Linked DNA regions of Mus musculus: region 2 is linked to region 1. A link is a contact called in public HiChIP or PLAC-seq data. All regions are on one chromosome and are shown on one strand. Each heading gives the region's core, a stretch centred on a gene start, on an enhancer-like site or on the middle of the called end of the contact. The rest is flanking DNA. Distances are from core to core; before and after follow the strand shown.

What was found. HiChIP or PLAC-seq counts read pairs in DNA pulled down with a chosen protein or histone mark.
Region 2: a contact with region 1 is called in an H3K4me3 HiChIP or PLAC-seq map of bone marrow-derived macrophages, with 5 times the contacts expected there. The contact joins two enhancer-like sites. A contact is called at or near these places in 2 of 15 datasets of contacts at CTCF or cohesin (embryonic stem cells and pro-B cells), 12 of 484 Hi-C or Micro-C datasets (the HPC-7 cell line, the P5424 cell line, bone marrow-derived macrophages and 6 more), 7 of 115 datasets of contacts at active chromatin or transcription factors (bone marrow-derived macrophages, embryonic stem cells, fetal liver and 2 more) and 4 of 9 other capture datasets (adipose tissue, embryonic stem cells, liver and 1 more).

What each region holds. Positions count from the first base shown.
Region 1 is chr11:57,950,098-57,953,145 of GRCm38.p6, reverse strand. No RefSeq gene overlaps it. Among named protein-coding and RNA genes, the nearest start is that of Gm33078, 40 kb to the right of the region's middle. Within about 2 kb of position 1,430, at least 106 of the 459 cell types and tissues checked have an H3K27ac peak or open chromatin away from gene starts, as enhancers often do. A contact at or near this core is called in bone marrow-derived macrophages, where this site is marked.
Region 2 is chr11:58,142,817-58,145,740 of GRCm38.p6, reverse strand. Gemin5 (gem nuclear organelle associated protein 5) reads left to right here. Exons shown (of 28, transcript NM_172558.3): 15 at 221-392. Among named protein-coding and RNA genes, the nearest start is that of Gm33350, 14 kb to the right of the region's middle. Within about 2 kb of position 1,405, at least 13 of the 459 cell types and tissues checked have an H3K27ac peak or open chromatin away from gene starts, as enhancers often do. A contact at or near this core is called in bone marrow-derived macrophages, where this site is marked.

The DNA.
Region 1 (3,048 bases), core at 181-2,680:
GGAATAGAACCCAGGGCCTTCTAGATGCTAGGCAGGCACGCTGTCAATTGAGCTATATCTCCAGCCATTGTTTTTGTAAGAGAGGGTCTTGCTATGTAGACCTAGCTAGCCTGGAACATACTATGTAGGCTCCATCCTCCAAGTGCTGGTGTGACAGGCTTGAGCCACCACACCCATCTGCCACTTCCTACACATTGGTAATTACCTCTCTGGTCTCCAGTTTCCTTATCTGTAGAATGGGAAAGCATAGCTCATGCCTGAGTGGGTGCCGCTGGGAGCTCTGACATCACTCAGTGTCAGGTGTGTGGTGGCCTCATTTCTAGGAATAGCTTCTGGTCTGGAAATCCCCCACTCTTGTACAAGGAGACTTCACACGCTCTCCTGTTGGGCTCCACCTATCCTCCCCTACCAGCTTTTTCTCAAAACATCTATACTTCTCACACGTTGGTGAAAGCCTAAAGCAACTTGGGGGGAGGGCATCTGCTCTGGCTGTGGTCATGGGGCCTGCACACCAGGACCTCCAACATGGAGACCTGCTCAGCATGTATACCCCAACAGGAGGCAGGGCAGCACGAGTCCTCCTTTCTCTGCTTGGCTTTGAGTGCTCACTTGCAGAGGTGCAGCCAAGCTTCATTTGATTGACAGCTCCAGCCAGGTGGAAGCCGCTCATGCTTGCAGTCCTAGCCCTTGTTTATTCTCTTCTTTAATCTCAATGATCTTACTTACCATTTTCTTTTCAGATTTTTTTTCTTCTTTTTTTATTGAGACAGGGTTTCTCTGTGTAGCCCTGGCTGTCCTGGAACTCACTCTGTAGACCAGGCTGGCCCTGAACTCAGAAATCTGCCTGCTTCTGCCTCCCAAGTGCTTAGTTTAAAGGTGTGCGCCACCTACCCTGCAAGTTGCTTTTTCTTATTGCCTACCTTTTAAAATTTTTGTTAAGATTTATGTAGTCTTTTATGTGCATGGCTGTTTATCTGCGTGTATGCATGTGCACTGTGACTGTGCCCGGTGCCCTGGAACTGGAGATACGGTTGGTAGTGAGCAGCCCTGTGGGTGCCAGGAACTGAATTCACCTTCTTATGCTTTCCCAGGGTCCTCTTGTAGCCTCGGAGCTATTTCTCTGGCCCCTTCCGCACGTCTCTATACGGGTCTCGTGTATCTCAAGCTGCTGACCCTTCCCCATTTTACCAAGAGTGACGCTGAACTCCACATTCGTACACACTCCCTCCAGAGAATTGCCATTACTGGCCTGTTTCACTGCCACGCCCCTACCCTACTTCCATCTCAATTTCATTTTTTATTTCCTCTTTTTACACTTCCTTTTCTTACACCTTTCAAAGATAGCTTTTAAAGTCGGAGTCTTGGTTCTGGAGATGACACAGCCGGAGTCCCCAATGGCGAGTGGTTTCTCTCTGCCTTGCTTCGTGGCAGGAAGTTCACATCATGTCTTGCCACAGGCTTCACACCGTGCACTCCACAGAAGTTGCAGTCTAGGGAGTCTGAAGCCTGCTCCCCTGACTTAACCTGTCGCTTGCTCAGCTTTCTCCTCCAGCCAGGAGCGAAAGCCAAACACAAGATTTCTGTGGGGTGCGTTGAAGCAAGGCTGTAAACCCAGCACAGGAAAGGTAGGAGGCTTGCCACAGGTTAGAGGCCAGTATGGGCCACACTGGGAGACTCTGTCCGGTCACACCAAATGTTTAACTCATCTATTACACTTTAAAGCTGTGACTTTAGGCAGTGACAACTTCTAGTCTTGGTGTCCTCCTTTATAAACTAGCAATGACACTTGGAGAGAGGAGATGAGAACACACATAATTGTTTATTGTCACTTGTCTGCTTCCTAACGTTTAGTCGCATAAATGCTTAGGGAAACAATGCAAGAATAAATTTTCACCTAAGCAAAAACAAATTTAGGTGTCAAAAAGGCTGGCTCATCTGCTTGTCTTTGCCGCCACCTACTGGTCATATATGATAAAGCACATATTTCAAGGCTTGCCAAGATGGCCTTTTGGTTTTTTGTTTTTGCTTTTTGGGTTTTTTTTTTTTTTGAGACAGGGTTTCTCTGTGTAGTCCTGGTGACTGTCCTGGAACTCACTCTGTAGACCAGGCTGGCCTCGAACTCAGAAATACACCTGCCTCTGCCTCCCAAGTGCTGGGATTAAAGGTGTGTGCCACCACTGCCTGGCTGTTTTTGTTTCATTGAGACAGGGTCTCACTTGGCAGCCCTAATTGTCCCAGAACTAACTCTAACTCTCTCTCTCTAACTCTGTCTCTCTCTCTCTGTCTCTCTGTCTCTGTCTGTCTCTGTCTGTCTCTCTGAGTGTGTGTGTGTGTGTGTGTGTGTGTGTGTGTCTGCCACATACTGAGGAGGCCAGAAGAGACTGTCAGATCCCTTGGGGTTACAGGTTGTGAGCTGCCCTGCTTAGAGAACTGAACTCTATCTAGTCCTGGCTGTCCTCCAGCCCGCTACGTAGACCAGACCAGTCTAGAACTTATAGGGATAAAGCGATCCTTCTGCCTCTGCTTCCTGAGTGCTAGGATAAAAGTCATGTGCCACCACTGCCCACTTCTGACTCTTCTCTCACACTTACACTCCAGCACTATGTATTTATACTCTCTTCTTAGCTCCCACCCCTTAGTTAGGCTTCTGATGCTGTGATAAAACCACAACTTAAGGAGGAAAGATTTATTTCAGCTTCCAACTCTTAGGTCACTCTTTACCACTGAGGGAAGCCAGGGCAGGAACTCAGGACAGGAACCTGGAGGCAGGAGCTGATGCAGAAGTCATGGAGAAATGCTGCTTACCGGCTTGCTCACCCATGGCTTGCTAAGCCTGCTTTCTTATATGACCCAGGAACAGCTGCCCAGGGTTGGCATTAGCACAGTGGGTGGGGCCCTCCCACATCAATCATTAAGTAAGAAAATGGCAGACGGACTTGTCTAGAAGCCAATCTTACAGAAGCAGTCTCTCACTTCTCCTCCCACATGATTCTAACGTGTGTCAAGTTGACAACAACTAAAAAAGAAATAAACTACCGGCTTACACCT
Region 2 (2,924 bases), core at 156-2,655, 190 kb before region 1:
ACAAATACTAACACAATTCTGGTTTGAGATAATGTGGTCCACAGAGCAGCAGTGGATCATTTCCATAGGAATGCCTCTCACACATGCTCCTCCCCTGGGAGCTGGTGTTGTCACATGAATGCCTTAGCCCATCTTGAGTGTATTTGTAACTGAGCAAATAATGACACAGAACAATAGAATAACCAGCAATTGTCCATTCTGTCCACTGCTGTGGTTTTAGGTGTGGGATGCCCTCCGGGAAGAACCTTTGTTCAATTTCCGAGGACATCGAGGCCGGCTGCTATGTGTCGCGTGGTCCCCAGTGGATCCAGAATGCATCTACTCAGGTGCAGATGACTTCTGTGTCTACAGGTGGCTGACTTCCATGCAGGACCATTCCCGGCCTCCTCAAGGTTGGTTTAGAAGAAGTTGGAGAGCCTACACACTGTTGTTTCTGATTTTCTTTTCCTCTGCTTTAGTAATTGTTCTGAACCCACCTAGCATCTGTAGGATGGGTCAGTAACCTACAGGGCCAAGGATAGCACTGCCAAATTGTAACAAGTATGGCTGAACTCTTACCAGGGTTGTCAGGCAACCCTGGGAAATGAAAGAACCTACAACATCTTATGCCAGAAAGAAAAGATGTACTCAGAGAACTGAGTCACATCAAAGTATGGGGATCAACTTAAAAGGGACCTTGCTAAACAAACAGACAGTTGAATTGAGGGGGGAGCAGCAAGATGTCTGACAATGGATGGGGGTTACTCAGGATTCTAAAGGAACAAAACTGATAGAATGAAACACACAGACAGGATTTATTAGAGTGTTTTACAAGCTGTGGTCTGGATAGTCTGATAACAGTTGACTCCTGATGGAAAGGCCAAAGATGTAGTAGCTATTCAGTGCACAAGACTGCTCAGCAGTTGCAATCTAGTGCTAGAGTCTGGGAAGACTCCCAGAAAGCTGCTGGTCTTCAGTCTGTGTTGGATCCTAAAGAAGTAGGTTCTGATGCTGACGAGAGTGAGGACAAGTGGTCAAAAGCAAAGGTTTTCCATGGCCTTTTATATAGGCCCGGAGGTGTGGCCCAGGTGTGGATGGTTCTTCTGATTTCAGATCCAATCCAGAAAATCTCTCACAAAGCTCAGCATAGTGCCATGTGCCTTTAATCTCAGCACCTGGGAGGCAGAAGCAAGAGGATCTTTCCTCTTCAAGGCCAGCCTGCTCTACATTGCAAACTCCAGGACAGTCCTCTCTCAAAAAATTAAAAGAAGATAAGAGAAAATTGCTCACAGATGTGGCCCTACTTGTTGGATTTTAGTTGATTGCATATGTGGTCAGGTTGGTTATCATGGGGTAAAGGGACTTAATTGCCAAGCAGGCCTGTCAGCCTGAGCTCAGCCTCTAGGACCCATATAAAGATGGAAAGAGGAACTGACTCCAGGGTCGGCCTCTGACTTTCATAGGCATGTTGTGGCCTGCCTGGTGATCACGAGTGCTCAGACTCACACTAATTAATATGTATGTATTAATAACACACGCGTATGTATTAGTTTCTTGTGAGTTCTCTCTATATGATGGATGGATGGATGGATGGATGGGGGTAGGTGGGTGGGTAGGTAGATAGATAGATGATAACACCAATGGTGTCTATGTGATGGTACCACGTGTTTCCTTGGGATTACTTATAGGAACAGAAGTGACTCAATGACAGCTGAATTTCCAAAGTCCACCCCAACGTGGGCAACAGCTTACAAAAGATGGGAACCTGGAGCACACTGCACACACAGCCTGTAGTCATCTCAACAGATTGGAAAGTGGCCTTGCCAAATGACTATTCTAACCCTCCTCCAGATGGCGAAGCTAGCTTCTGCTTTTTCTAAGCAGTGGTCTAAATCCCGAAGTCTTGGCAGCCTGGCTTGTCTGAGTCTTTGCAACACAGCTTCTCTTCCTCTGAGGGGGACTCTCAGCTTTTACTGCTTTCTCTGGTAGTGAGGTACCTCGTGAATCCTGCCAGTTTCAGGGACTTCTGAAGCTTTTTTGAGTTATTTGCATTCCTGCTTAAAGAGCATTCCTGCAGAATGGAGCGTTTGAATCTCAGAGGAAACTGTTACACAGCATTTTGGGTATAAAAGTGTACTTGCTGCTAAGCCTGACAACTTGAATTTGAACCCCAGGACCCACATAGTATGAGAGAAGGAAAGAGATAAGTCCCATAAGCTGTCCTCTGATGGATCTCTCTCTCTCTCTCTCTCTCTCTCTCTCTCTCTCTCTCTCCCCCCTCTCTGTCAGACACACAATCATGTAAATATAATGTTTCTAATTTACATGTCAATTTCACAAATTTACAAAACTAAGTGTAAATTTTATGAATATAATTTTTTTAATTTAAAGAAAATAAACTAACTGATGTTTGACACATCTCCCTACCATAAACAACTAAAAACAGGAGATGAAGAAATATATCTCAAATGATAACATTTCCCATCCTCTTAGAGTCTGGTAAAAGAATACTCAGATTAAGCCGGGCGTGGTGGTACACGCCTTTAATCCCAGCACTCGGGAGGCAGAGGCAGGCGGATTTCTGAGTTCGAGGCCAGCCTGGTCTACAGAGTGAGTTCCAGGACAGCCAGGGCTACACAGAGAAACCCTGTCTCGAAAAAACAAAAAAAAAAGAATACTCAGATTAGCTTTGTCTGTGGTCAGAACCTGGACACAGCTCAAATGCTAATGAACATATGAGCATAAGTAGCCATAAGAAAGACGTTGTAGGCTGGAGGGACAGCTGAGTACAGAGCATGTCATGTGTCCAAGGCCTGGGTCAGCACTCCCAGAACAGACAATGAACAGCTACTGATCAAGCATCAGATTGATGGGTTTCTGACAAGCCACAGTCGACAGGATCAGGGGACTGCACAGAATACCTACTGTTTCTATGAAAACCTACA